Regions from separate parts of the Arachis hypogaea genome. Here region 2 is linked to region 1. A link is a contact called in public Hi-C data. All regions are on one chromosome and are shown on one strand. The core of a region is the stretch at or near the end of the contact, and the rest is flanking DNA. Distances in the headings are between cores, read along the strand shown.

The links. Hi-C and Micro-C count contacts between places; a contact is called where the count stands out from the background.
Region 2: a contact with region 1 is called in a Hi-C map of leaf, with 2.5 times the contacts expected there. The contact joins the enhancer-like site here to the promoter of LOC112772695 in region 1. A contact is called at or near these places in 2 of 8 Hi-C or Micro-C datasets (both in leaf).

Annotation. Positions count from the first base shown.
Region 1 is chr18:134,109,583-134,115,483 of arahy.Tifrunner.gnm2.J5K5, forward strand. LOC112772695 (bidirectional sugar transporter SWEET12) reads left to right here and starts at 4,352. Exons shown (of 6, transcript XM_025817672.2): 1 at 4,352-4,747; 2 at 4,934-4,970; 3 at 5,096-5,306; 4 at 5,620-5,781; 5 at 5,879-5,901. The coding sequence starts at 4,708.
Region 2 is chr18:134,160,693-134,166,825 of arahy.Tifrunner.gnm2.J5K5, forward strand. No RefSeq gene overlaps it. Among protein-coding and RNA genes, the nearest start is that of LOC112772012, 5.7 kb to the right of the region's middle. Within about 2 kb of position 2,204, at least 1 of the 3 cell types and tissues checked has open chromatin away from gene starts, as enhancers often do.

The sequences.
Region 1 (5,901 bases), core at 3,102-5,601:
ACCATCGGTAATCACCTGAACCCTAAAACAAAATATCTCAGTTCCTAATTTTGAAGCTATAAAATAATTGAACGCCATAGTTAAACGCAATTAATGCTAATCATATGAAAGACGCTTAAGCTAAGCTAATGTTTAATTATTATTGTTATAAAGTGTAGATAGATATACTCTATGATGCATAGACACTGACACCGACACGGGACACGACACGACACGGAACACGCCGACACGCGAATTTTAAAATTTTATAAGACACGGGGACACATATATATACATATAAAATATAAAGTATTTTTTAGATAAATTATAATGGTATTTTGATATTTTATTGATACTAAAATATAAATTAATTTTTTAATTATTTTTAATATCTTATTTTAATTATATCAAGTATTTAAAATATTTTTTGTTTTAATAAATAATAATATATACTATATCTAAATTTATTTAAAAAATATATGTTAAGAATGAGATTGGACACTCTGACACGTGATGGTATTTAGGTGTGTCCAAACGTGTCTGGTGAAAATTTTTTTATTTTTTATTAAGATACAGGTTAGACACAACAGACACGCGTATCGAATAAATGTCGATGAGTATCGTGTCCAAAATGTGTCCGACACGCGAACACGACAACTTAGCAAAGTGGTCTGTGCTTCATAGGATATACTTAACAAAATCTTAAAATGTTATCCTTTCTTGTTATGCCCTAATTTTTTAAAATTACACCTACCACTTTGGAGTCCAACTATACCTACTAAAGATAGCATTGATCACAACTCACGAAATTAATATTATTATTATTATTATTTTAAAAAAATCTCACTTTATTGCTTTCTTAAATTTATCAATTCATACTAAAGCACACAACCTTTGTACTATCGAACAAATTAGCTTCAAATAGAATGGAATTTAATTTTAATTTATAATATTATAATAAGATCGGTAGATAGATATAATTATCATGAGATCATAAAGTGACACTTGGCTTAATCATAATTCACCAAGAGGACTTTGAATTCCACTGTTCACGCGTGGGCATCAAAAAGCTATTAGATAGATCGCATTAACACAATACGGTTCGATCTAAATACATATATTATATTATGTGAATCATACACCATTAATGGTAAGTATTAATGAACGGTGTAATTAATTAAGATGGTAAGTATTTTTATTTTTTTCATCAAATGTTTTCGGATTTAAATTCTATAAAAAAAAAAATTATCACTTTAAGAATTTTATAAGGGTAAATTATACTTTTTGTCCTCGGAGTTTAATAAAAATTTTAAAAATACCCCTAAATTTTATTTTGTTACAATTTTATCTTAAAAGTTTTCGATTTGCATCAAATATACCCTCAACGGCTAATTTTTCAAAAAATTTAAGACAGATTCAACAATAATTTCATAAGAACAACCTCAACACAAGCAAATTAAGTATAATTTTCATGCCTTATTGTTAGATTGGTCTTAAATTTTTTGAAAATTTAGCCGTCAAGAGTATATTTGATGCAAATCGAAAAATTTTAGGACAAAATTGAAATAAAATAAAATTTAGAGGTATTTTTAAAACTTTTACCAAACTTTAAAGATAAAAAATATACTTTACCCATTTTATAAATAGAATAAATTTATTGAACTTTAACTCGGTATATATATATATATATATATATATATATATTTGAATTAGAGAGCTAACTTTTTTTTGGTCAATATTAGTTAATTTTTGAAATGACTATTTTATTCATTTAAATTCTAATTTTTAAACTTTAAATTCTAAGTATAAATTTTAAATCCTGAAAAAAATAATTAATTTTATAATAAAAATTTATTTAATATTACTTAATTAAAAGTTGATTATTCCTTATATAAAGAAGATACTAATTTATAATGTATAAAGCAATATTAGTTAATTTTTGAAATAATTTTTATCTTAAATTCTAAATTTAAATCTTAAATTTTAAATTATTTAAAAAATAAAATTTTAAAAATTAATTAATTAATTAATATTACTTAATTAAAAGTTTGCTCCTTATATAAAAGAAATACTAATTTGTAATAAGGTATAAAGCAATAGTGCATGAAGATATCTTAGTTTTACACGTGGTTTGTTTTCTTGTGTGACAAGAAAATTTTGGTGACCTAATTAATAGATTTTGTTTTTTGATTAATAGTGGGAGTGATTTGGCAAGGGAAGTTGTACATTGAAGTACTACCAAATATACATTAAAATGATGAGGATCGGATTCCATGAATCACAAGCAACATATATTATAAGCAAAAGTGAAATCATTTACCATTATAAGAATCAAGAAGGGGAGATATTCAAGAAAAAGAAGGAATGGAAGTTCAGATTTAGTTCGATTTGTAGTATCATGATAGTATCACTACAACATATATATTTTTGGTGGAAACTCAGGTGCAGTCGACTTTACGTGAAGTTGATAGATGAGAGATAATTTAACTGATTTGACTAAATTTTCATCTAACGGCTCTCAGCTATCAACTTCACGTGAAGTCGACTGCACCTAAGTTTTCACTATATATTTTAACCCTAATAATAAAAAATAAAAAATATTATTAAAAGGTTATAAAAAAATTAATTATTAAAACACTTTAGTAACCTGGTGTTATTAGCACTTAGAAGTCTTTTACATCCACCTATCAATTTAAATTTTTTAAATCTCTTATACCTAAAGGTATAAAGTTCAATTTTTATTAATTTAAAAAAAAAATTGGCATAATGCCAATAAAAAGAATAAAATTTATGCAAAAAATCACACAAATCTAAAGAGATTACGTGAAGTGAATTTGTAATAATAATTATTATTTATTTATCTATTTTATATATGCCCTTATTAAAAATAATAGTTGCAATGACATGACATGTAGGACAACTTTTTTTATATAATAGAACTATTAGATATATAACTATTTATATATTTTTTTTATTAAATTACACAGTTGGTCTCTACACTTTAAAAGTTTGTAATTGGATTCTTAAAGAGAATTAAAATTTGTAATTTAGTCTCCATCATTCAAAAAGTGTTTGATTTAACAGAATATTCTCAGTATAGTCTCTATTTTAACAGAATATTCTCAGTATATTCTGAGAATATTCTGTTAAATCAACACTTTTTAACCGGCGGAGACTAAATTACAAATTTTAATTCTTTTTAGGGACTCAATTACAAACTTTTAAAGTGTAAGGATCAATTTGCAATTTTACTAAAAGTGTAGGGACCAACTGTGTAATTTAACTTTTTTTTATCAGTTAAAATTTTGGAAAGAAGTAATTTTGTGACAAAAATAACAATATTCATTTAAACTTATTATAAACATTTAATTTTTCATCAAAATTTGATTAAAGATTTGAGGATATAGGGTAAATTAAACAATAATAAAATCTGTTTAGAATTTAGGGTTTTTTTGTTATTATTATTTTCTAATAGTTTTTTGGAATTATATAACCTTTATAAATAAAAATAGTATTAAATGAAGATAATTTCTATGTAATGCAAAAAAAAAAAAAAATGAAAGTCTATGAATGTGACTTGTACTTTACCAATCATAGTATGAAAGAGATGAAAATCATAAGATCGATACCAAAAGATTAAAAGGTAAAATTCTTGAAAAATAACCAATTGAATACAAACACTCATCTAAGACAAAAACGTAACAATCCTAAATTCCATACCAATTGTAATTTGCTTTAAATGAAAACATTCTCTACAACTCAAAGAAGTGTGCACACACAAAATAACCCTTGGCTTTTAATTAATTTATTAACCAACAAACTAAGCATCTAAATTAGCAAGTAAATTATATAGAGAACATAAAAAATTTTGGGCACTCAACAAAAACATCTATTTGTAGTAGTAAGGTTATTATGGAATGAGTGCAAACAAATGTGTCACGTGATTAAGGAATATATATATATAAAGAATTTAATTTTGATACGGTATAAAATAATTTTATACATATATCTAATTATATAATATTATATCAATAAAAATAATTATCAAATTATATAAATAATTATCTAAAAAATCGAATATTATTATGTAACTGTAAAAAGTATTTTAAACCGTTAGTTAGTGCATTAAAATTAAACTCGATATATAAATGTGTTTGGGTAAGGGAAAGAAAAGAAAAGAAAAGAAAAGAAAGGAGAAGAAAGCATTTTGGGTACGTAACGCGTGGTTAAGTAAAAGAGTGTATATGTGTATGTGTGTGTGTAAGTGTTGTGTGTGGCCCAATACCATTAATTATTAATTTATTATTATTATTATTATTATTATTATTATTATTATTATTATTAGAACAACATTGCAACTACATTAAGTGTTGAGCTGGCAATTTTATTTGGTATTGCATGGTTTATTTTGTGTGGCCCTCAAAGCCTATATGCCTTCTAAAGCAACCATACATACATGATTCATTCATACTTTTAATAAAATCATAATGTCCATGCAAAATTGTACTAATTAATAATTATTTTTTTTTAAAAAAATAAATAATCTACTACATACACATACCCTTCCAAGCACCCTATATATAGGGGATTCTATTCTCTTTGAAATGAGTGTGACACAGAGAAATTTAATTTAGAGAGCAAAGTAGCTTCTTCTTCTTCCCCACTTCACACAAGGGAATTTTTGAATTGAGAGATTTTAATTAATTATTCCAAAACCAACATTCAACCATGCCACACAGTCCTTTAGTTTTCACCTTTGGAATTCTAGGTATGTTTAAATTCATCATTTTGCATTATTATTATTATTATGTGTATATTACTATATTCTCCTCTTATTCTTCTTCCTCTTCTTGTTCTTTCTAGTGAAATTATTATTTATTTTAATTTTTATATAATTTTTTTTCCTTATAGAAACATGAACTAATATAGTTTTTCTTGTTAATTATTATTGTAGGCAACATTGCTTCCTTTGTATGCTTTCTAGCACCACTGTAAGTATATCTATATATCTAGCTATGATCTTTCAATATAATAAATATTATTATTTATTTTTATTAATTAGTAAATCAAGTAGTGATGATGAACACATGCATGTGTTTTTTTTTTTTTTTTTCAGACCAACATTTTATAGAGTATGCAAGAAGAAATCAACAGAAGGATTCCAATCAATTCCATATGTGGCAGCACTCTTCAGTGCAATGCTTTGGATCTTCTATGCCTATGTCAAAACCGGAGAAACTCTTCTTATCACAATCAATGCATTTGGTTGTGTCATTGAGACTATTTACCTTGCCATTTTCATCACTTACTGCCCCAAGAAAGTTAGGGTTAGTAATTACATCTTCTAACTAATCAAAAATGTTTTTATAGGTGAAAACCTCAGGTACAGTTATTTTTATATAAATATGACAGTTAAAACATTACAACAGATGCAGATAATAACGACGGTTTTTTTTTTGTCGTTAATTTTTCGTCGCTAATACCTGTTTTTGTTGTAGTGAGAATCGTCAGATGATTTGATATGTTTGGCTAAATTATTATCTAACGATTCTTAGCTATAACTTCATATGAAAACAAATATACGTAAATTTTTTGCTTTTATTATAACTATATAACTAACATTATTGTTTGATATTGTAGATGTCCACATTGAGAATGATTCTATTATTGAACTTTGGAGGATTTTGCACAATTGTTCTATTAACACATATCCTAGCAAAAGGAGCAAACCGTCTCAAGCTTCTTGGATGGATTTGTGTTGTCTTTGCCACTAGTGTTTTTGCAGCACCTTTGAGCATCATTGTAAGTATATATATAAAAAGTAATATAGAATTTCTCATTGAATCTTACTTTATATATAATATATACTAATTAATTAATTTTTTGTTTCCAATTTCAGAGGACGGTTATCCGAACCAAAAG
Region 2 (6,133 bases), core at 954-3,453, 49 kb after region 1:
CAAAGACACTCCGATGTCTAATGGGGTAAGCAGGTTTAGAGTATTGGAACTTAGTTTTACTTGAGTGTTTCAGTGTATTTATAGATGGTGAACCAATAACCACCGTTGGAGTAGTTCCACTTTTGATGGCGGATAACCGCCCTTTTATCTTAGGGTTGTTGAGATATCTTTTCTAGAAGTGGATGAGAGATTTTAGGAGGCAGTTACTTATTTGAATAAGTGTCATCTACCAGCTCATGTTGAATCCGACTTCTTTTGGGGAAGTCGGGTGATCAGTGAAGGCCAACCCTTTGGATTGGACCTTTTTAACTTGATTGGGTCTGGCTATTGCATTGGGACAGGGTAGGAACGGTGCCCCTACTCGAGTCTGATCTCTTATTTATGAGTTGGATTTGAGTATTAATTGAGCTCGGGGATGTTTAAGTCGGTATTTCCTTTCGAGTTGAAAAATCAACGTGATTTTGAATTTTCTCAACCGTCGCGTCTAATCAAACGTCGCGTCCGTTTGGGTTTTGCATTTACACGTAGGGGCGGTTACGTTGGTAACGGCGCGCCTTTTTAATGAGTAGGCCAATTTACGATTGTGTCCCTGAGATCTTATAAATGCTTTTCCTCTCTTTTTTTCTCTCCTTTTTTGTTTTCTTTTTGAGTGTACTTCCCTTTTTTCTTCGACTCAACGCTCTGCTTTCTGTTCTCTTGGTGCTTTGCTCGCCTTATTTTCCGCCGTCAGCTTTCTTCTCTCAAAAAAGATTGGTTTCTCACTGCCTTCTTCTTTCTTTTTACAGCGTTTCTTTTATTTCTGTTAAGTGAACTGAGGGGTTGGGAAGGAAGTTCTAGGCAAGCTTTATTATGCCTCTTATTGTAGTTTCTGCCGTCGTAATAGGTAGGAGACTTTAGAGACTTTGCGTATTTTCTCGAAAGGTTGTTTCTTTTATGATTTTATTGACAGTTCCCATTTTGCTAAAGAAAATTCTTCTCATGTGATTCTGTTTTGATGATTTTTTCTTTTCATTTACGTAATGTAGGTATATCATCCGTTATGTCTTGCCCTTCTGTTCAAAAAATGTCCTCGAGGGTCCCTGAGGATCTGCTAAGATGAGTAGATGCCTCTGTCCTTTGTGAGGTTCCTTTGGTAGATAGTGTTTTTGTTGATGAATTTCGAAAACACCACAGACTTTGTGATGCTGGGGAGGATGAGGTCAAATATGAATTAGTTGCCCCTGATTTAGAGGACAAAGTTTGTTTTGGTAGAATGGTTGATTCAGACCCCCCCCCCTTTTATTTTTATGTATGACTGCCTTTTCACTAGGCTGGGGTGACTTTTCCTTTCTCTAATTTTGAAACTGAGGTTCTTTCTTACTGCCAAGTTGCTCATTCTCAACTTCACCTTAACTCTTGGGGTTTCATAAAGATCTATCAACTTGTTAGCCACGAGCTTGATTTTCCGATTTCCTTGAAGATATTCTGTTTTCTTTTTCATCTTACCAAGCCTTTTAGTGCTTCGTCTAAAAACAAGCAACAATGGGTCTCTTTCCATGCCATTCAAGGCCAGAAAGTATTTTCAATGTTTGATGAATCCTTCCACGATTTCAAAAATTTCTTTTTCAAAGTTCGAGCTGTAGAGGGTCACCATCCTTTCTTTCTTACCAAAAATGATGAGCCTCGTTTCCCCTTATACTGGGTAGAGGCAGCCTCTGTCGAGAAGTACCATCTGGTAGATTTGGATGAGGTCGAAGAGACTGTAGTTGAGTTCTTTCGAGAAGTTTGGAGGCGGGCTCCAAATCTCGATACAAAAAAGTTCCTCCTCGGAACTCCGAGTTATGTACGTACCGAATTAGGCAGTTATTTACTTTTTGTTTCGTGGATGACTCTTTCTCTTTTTCAACTTATTTACTGACATTGCTTCTTGTCTTTTCTTTTTGAAGAAAAAATAAAAAGCGGGTCTAAAGCATACCAAAAGGTTCAGGAAGCGAAGAGAAACGCCCGGGCCCGAGTTGCTCAGTTGCAGGAAGACGGAACATCAGCTACTTCTTCTCCTCTGAAGCCAGATTCGGAGGCGACCTCCTCCGGCTTGGCCAAGTTGGCAGATTTTCCTACCCCCCCTCCTCCTCCTCCTCCTCCTCCTCCTCCTCCCTTTGTACTTATCCCTCCAGTTCTTCCCTCCTCGGAGCCCGTTTCAAAGAAGAGGAAAACCTTGGAGTCCGGTATTTCTAATATTGTTGATTCTGTTTTTAACGGAGTGAAGTTCTGTGAGAGGTATATCCTACCGCATTGCACTATTGCTATGGATGATGCCTCCCTTAGAAACCATCTCTAAATTTTAATCCGGGGAGGGATTCGTACTGCTAGAGTTTGTACTTCTTTGCTCAAGGAACTGGAAAATACTCCTCTGAACGCCACCCAGCATTCTTTAGAGGCTCTTGAGGGTCAACTAGCCATGTTCCGTGAGGATGAGAAGAGGTTAACAGAGGAGAGGGACCAGCTGAAAGAGGTGCTTTCCAAGTCTCGCGAGAGGGAGAAGCAGTTGACAGGCTCTCTGGCTATGGCTGAGGGTTTGAAAGAGAAGGTTGAGCAGAATTATGTGCGTTTATTTACTGAAAAAATAGAGCTTAGGGAGGAGCAGGATCGGCTTAGGGAGGGGTATCAAGACTTGGAAGAGTCTGTGGCTGAAGGCACCGACGTGGTGTTTGAGGTGTTAAAAGAGCAGGTTCGAGTTTTGGCTCCCGACTTGGACTTGTCACCTCTTCACCCTGATAAAATCATTGTTGATGGAAAAATTTTGTCTCACCCTCGTCCTCCCACCGATTCTGAGCTGAAAACGGCTGGGCAGCGTTTAGTGGAGTCCCCTCCTCATGAAGCTGATTATCTGAGGGGTTTCTGCCGAGTTCGTCTGCTCAACCTGGGTGCTTCAGTGTATTTATAGATGGTGAACCAATAACTACCGTTGGAGTAATTCCACTTCTGATAACGGATAACCGTCCATTTATCTTAGGGTTGTTGAGATATCTTTTCTAGAAGTGGATAAGAGATATTAGGAGGCAGCTACTTATTTGAATAAGTGTCATTTGCCAGCTCATGTTGAATCTGACTTCTTTTGAAGAAGTCAGGTGATCAGTGAAGGTTAACCCTTTGGATTGGGCCTTTAATTTGATTGGGCTTGGCTATTGTATTGGGTCAGGGTAAGAACACCATCCAAATTACCTCCGATCTTTTAAAACGCTGGCAAAAATACTTTTCACTTTTATTAACGATAAAAATATCTATAAAATATGTTAAAACACGATAAAAATATCTAACATTAAATATATATTATTAAAAATTGGATTTTGATTTTTTTTTAAAAATATTATTAGAAAAATAAGATAGTTGTATTCTTAAAATTTGATAATTTTATACTAAATAAATTTTCTTTATAATTTTTTATTAAAAGTCGTTTGAAATTTATAAAAATAATATTTTTTAATTATTTTTGCTGTATTTATAATATTTTGATTAAATTTTTATCATAATCAAAAGTGATAATTATTTTTGTCCACATTTTCAAAAATCGAGTACAAATTTAGTAGTTTACCAAAAAAAAAATTCATCACCCGTTATCCGAATGTTAAAAGTTTAATCTTTGCTTTAATTTGGATATGAAAGAACTTCAAAATATTTTGCCAGCCGTCTCTCACCCATACCAAAAAAAAGGTGCCTATAAAAGCCGCGTAAAAGTTAATACTTGGGTAAATGAAAATATTTGATAATAAAAAAAAATTAATAAAAAATAATTTAAATTTATTTTATTTAATATTTATTAATTATTACAATAATTAATAAATATTAAATAAGATAAATTCTAACATTTTTTTTTGTTTTTCTAATATTGTAGTATAAAAATCATGCTAAAAAAGCGGCGGTAAATTGTGTGTTACTACTAATAACAATGATCATTTATATCACATATATATAGTGAAGGCGGCATATTCAACCATTTTGTAAAAGGAGCCACACTCACCCCTTTCATGACCCTTCAGAACACCAAAGGAGCTAACCTAACTTTTTTGGTAACTAAGGTAATTAACTTTATTTTTTAATTTTTGAGTTGCAATTATTAATCTTGGTAAGAAATTAGAGTGATAAATTATTTAATATGGAAAAAAAAAATTTGAAGAGGAAGCAAGGAGAAATGTTGCCAAGCACTGTTATATAAGGTGGGTCTAAATTATTAGTACGACAAAATAAAGTATATAACAAAGCGCGTCCTTTAAATGTGATCTAAAACAATTTAAATTTGTGTTATTATTCTTATTTTTATTTAATCATTCTCTTTTCATTATACTAGTATATAATAGTTATATTTTTAAGGTGTGCGTATAACTATTTTTTTTCATTCTCTTTATTATCTGTACTAACAGTTGTTCAAAATTGTCACTATATTTGTTGATAATTGCTAGAGATATAATCATTAATATTGTATTTTTCTATCAGTTTAAATTATTAAGATAAGTAGTTTTATGATATGGTATCAGAATTCTATGTTCAAAAAGTTTAGAATTTAATTATTTGTGAATTCCAAAAGTAAAAAAATAATATAAGACAAATAAAGAAAAAAAAAGCCTATACCAAAATCAAACAATCTAAAAAGATTCTTATTTGAGAGAAAATGTTAGAAATATAACCATTAATATTGTCTTCTCCTATTAGCTTAAGCTTTTGGAATGAGTAATTTCATGATAATAACGTTCAAATTGACAATGGTTTTTTAATAACTGTTGTAAAAAATTTAACGAATATTAAAATTGTCATTAAAGAAAAAAAATTTGTCACAAAAATGCTATTTTGTTGTAAGTGAACATCCTTCTCTTTTTTATCTGTTATTTTAAGATACATTAGTAAAGATATAAAGTCTAATATAATGAGGGTTTTTTCTTTCTTTACAAAAAAATGTACATTTTATGCATGAAACAAATTTTAGCCTTGTGGAAATATCTTAAATAATCTTATATATAGTCCTAAATTCTTTTTCTCATAACATATAGTCCTAAGACGATTGAAAGAAGGATATATATATATATATATATATATATATATATATATATATATATATATATATATATATATATATATATATATATATATATATATATATATATTTCTCTCGATTCGAATTCTAAAAAAAATAGGAGAAATTTTCGATATTTTTTTCGATTTCGAATCCTCTTCACCGCTTCCTGCGACAGTAATTATAATTTAAAAAAGGGGAATATCATTCCGGTCGGTGACTCTGTCTGTCAATGTATTTGTTTTTGTTACTGACCAGGCTCTGAATGAAATAAAAATCCCGTTCGTTCACCCTCAGACTTGAGACTAAGCTTTCTGCCTTGCGAGTTGCGACATATATATATATATAGAAGATAGTATATATATGCATTATTAATGGAGATGGAATATTCCTGTTTTGCCTTTTTAACCCATGTAATTTGATAGAAAAAAACGATGTAATATTTCAAGTTTCATGCCACTTGTCTGACCATGAAGAGTTGATAGATATATATAAAGAGAGCAATGAGGAATTGCTCTTTCTTTAAAAGTTATTTTGTTCCATCATCATGAGCAGATCAAGAAGATGCAACTAGGCAAAGTAAAATTTCAATTACACCACTACATACTACTATTTTGATTCTAAAGTTCAATGCATCATTTTTAATGATCCATTCAAGCGCAATATGTTGTACCCTAGCTAGTAGAGAATATTCTATGCCCATTCAGCCATTCTTCTATAAATTAAAGATTTAATTATTATTATATTGATCTTTATAATTTTACTAAATTTATAATTAAATTTTTATATATTTTTTATTTAGATTTTTTATATTATTTTTAATATTATAATTAGGTCTTTTTTATGTCAAAAATTATTAAAATTAGCATAATATTTTTTTTAAGAAAAATATGTTGTCAAAAATTTAATTAGGTTCTTAATTTGTAGAAAATTATTATTCAGTTAATTCTAATATTTTTACATTAAGAAAAACTTAATTACAAAATTAAAAATAATGTAGATATTCAATTTAAAAGAAAAAAAAATAAAAATCTACTTATAAATTTAATAAAATTATAGAGACTAATAAAATAATTAAACCTAAATTAA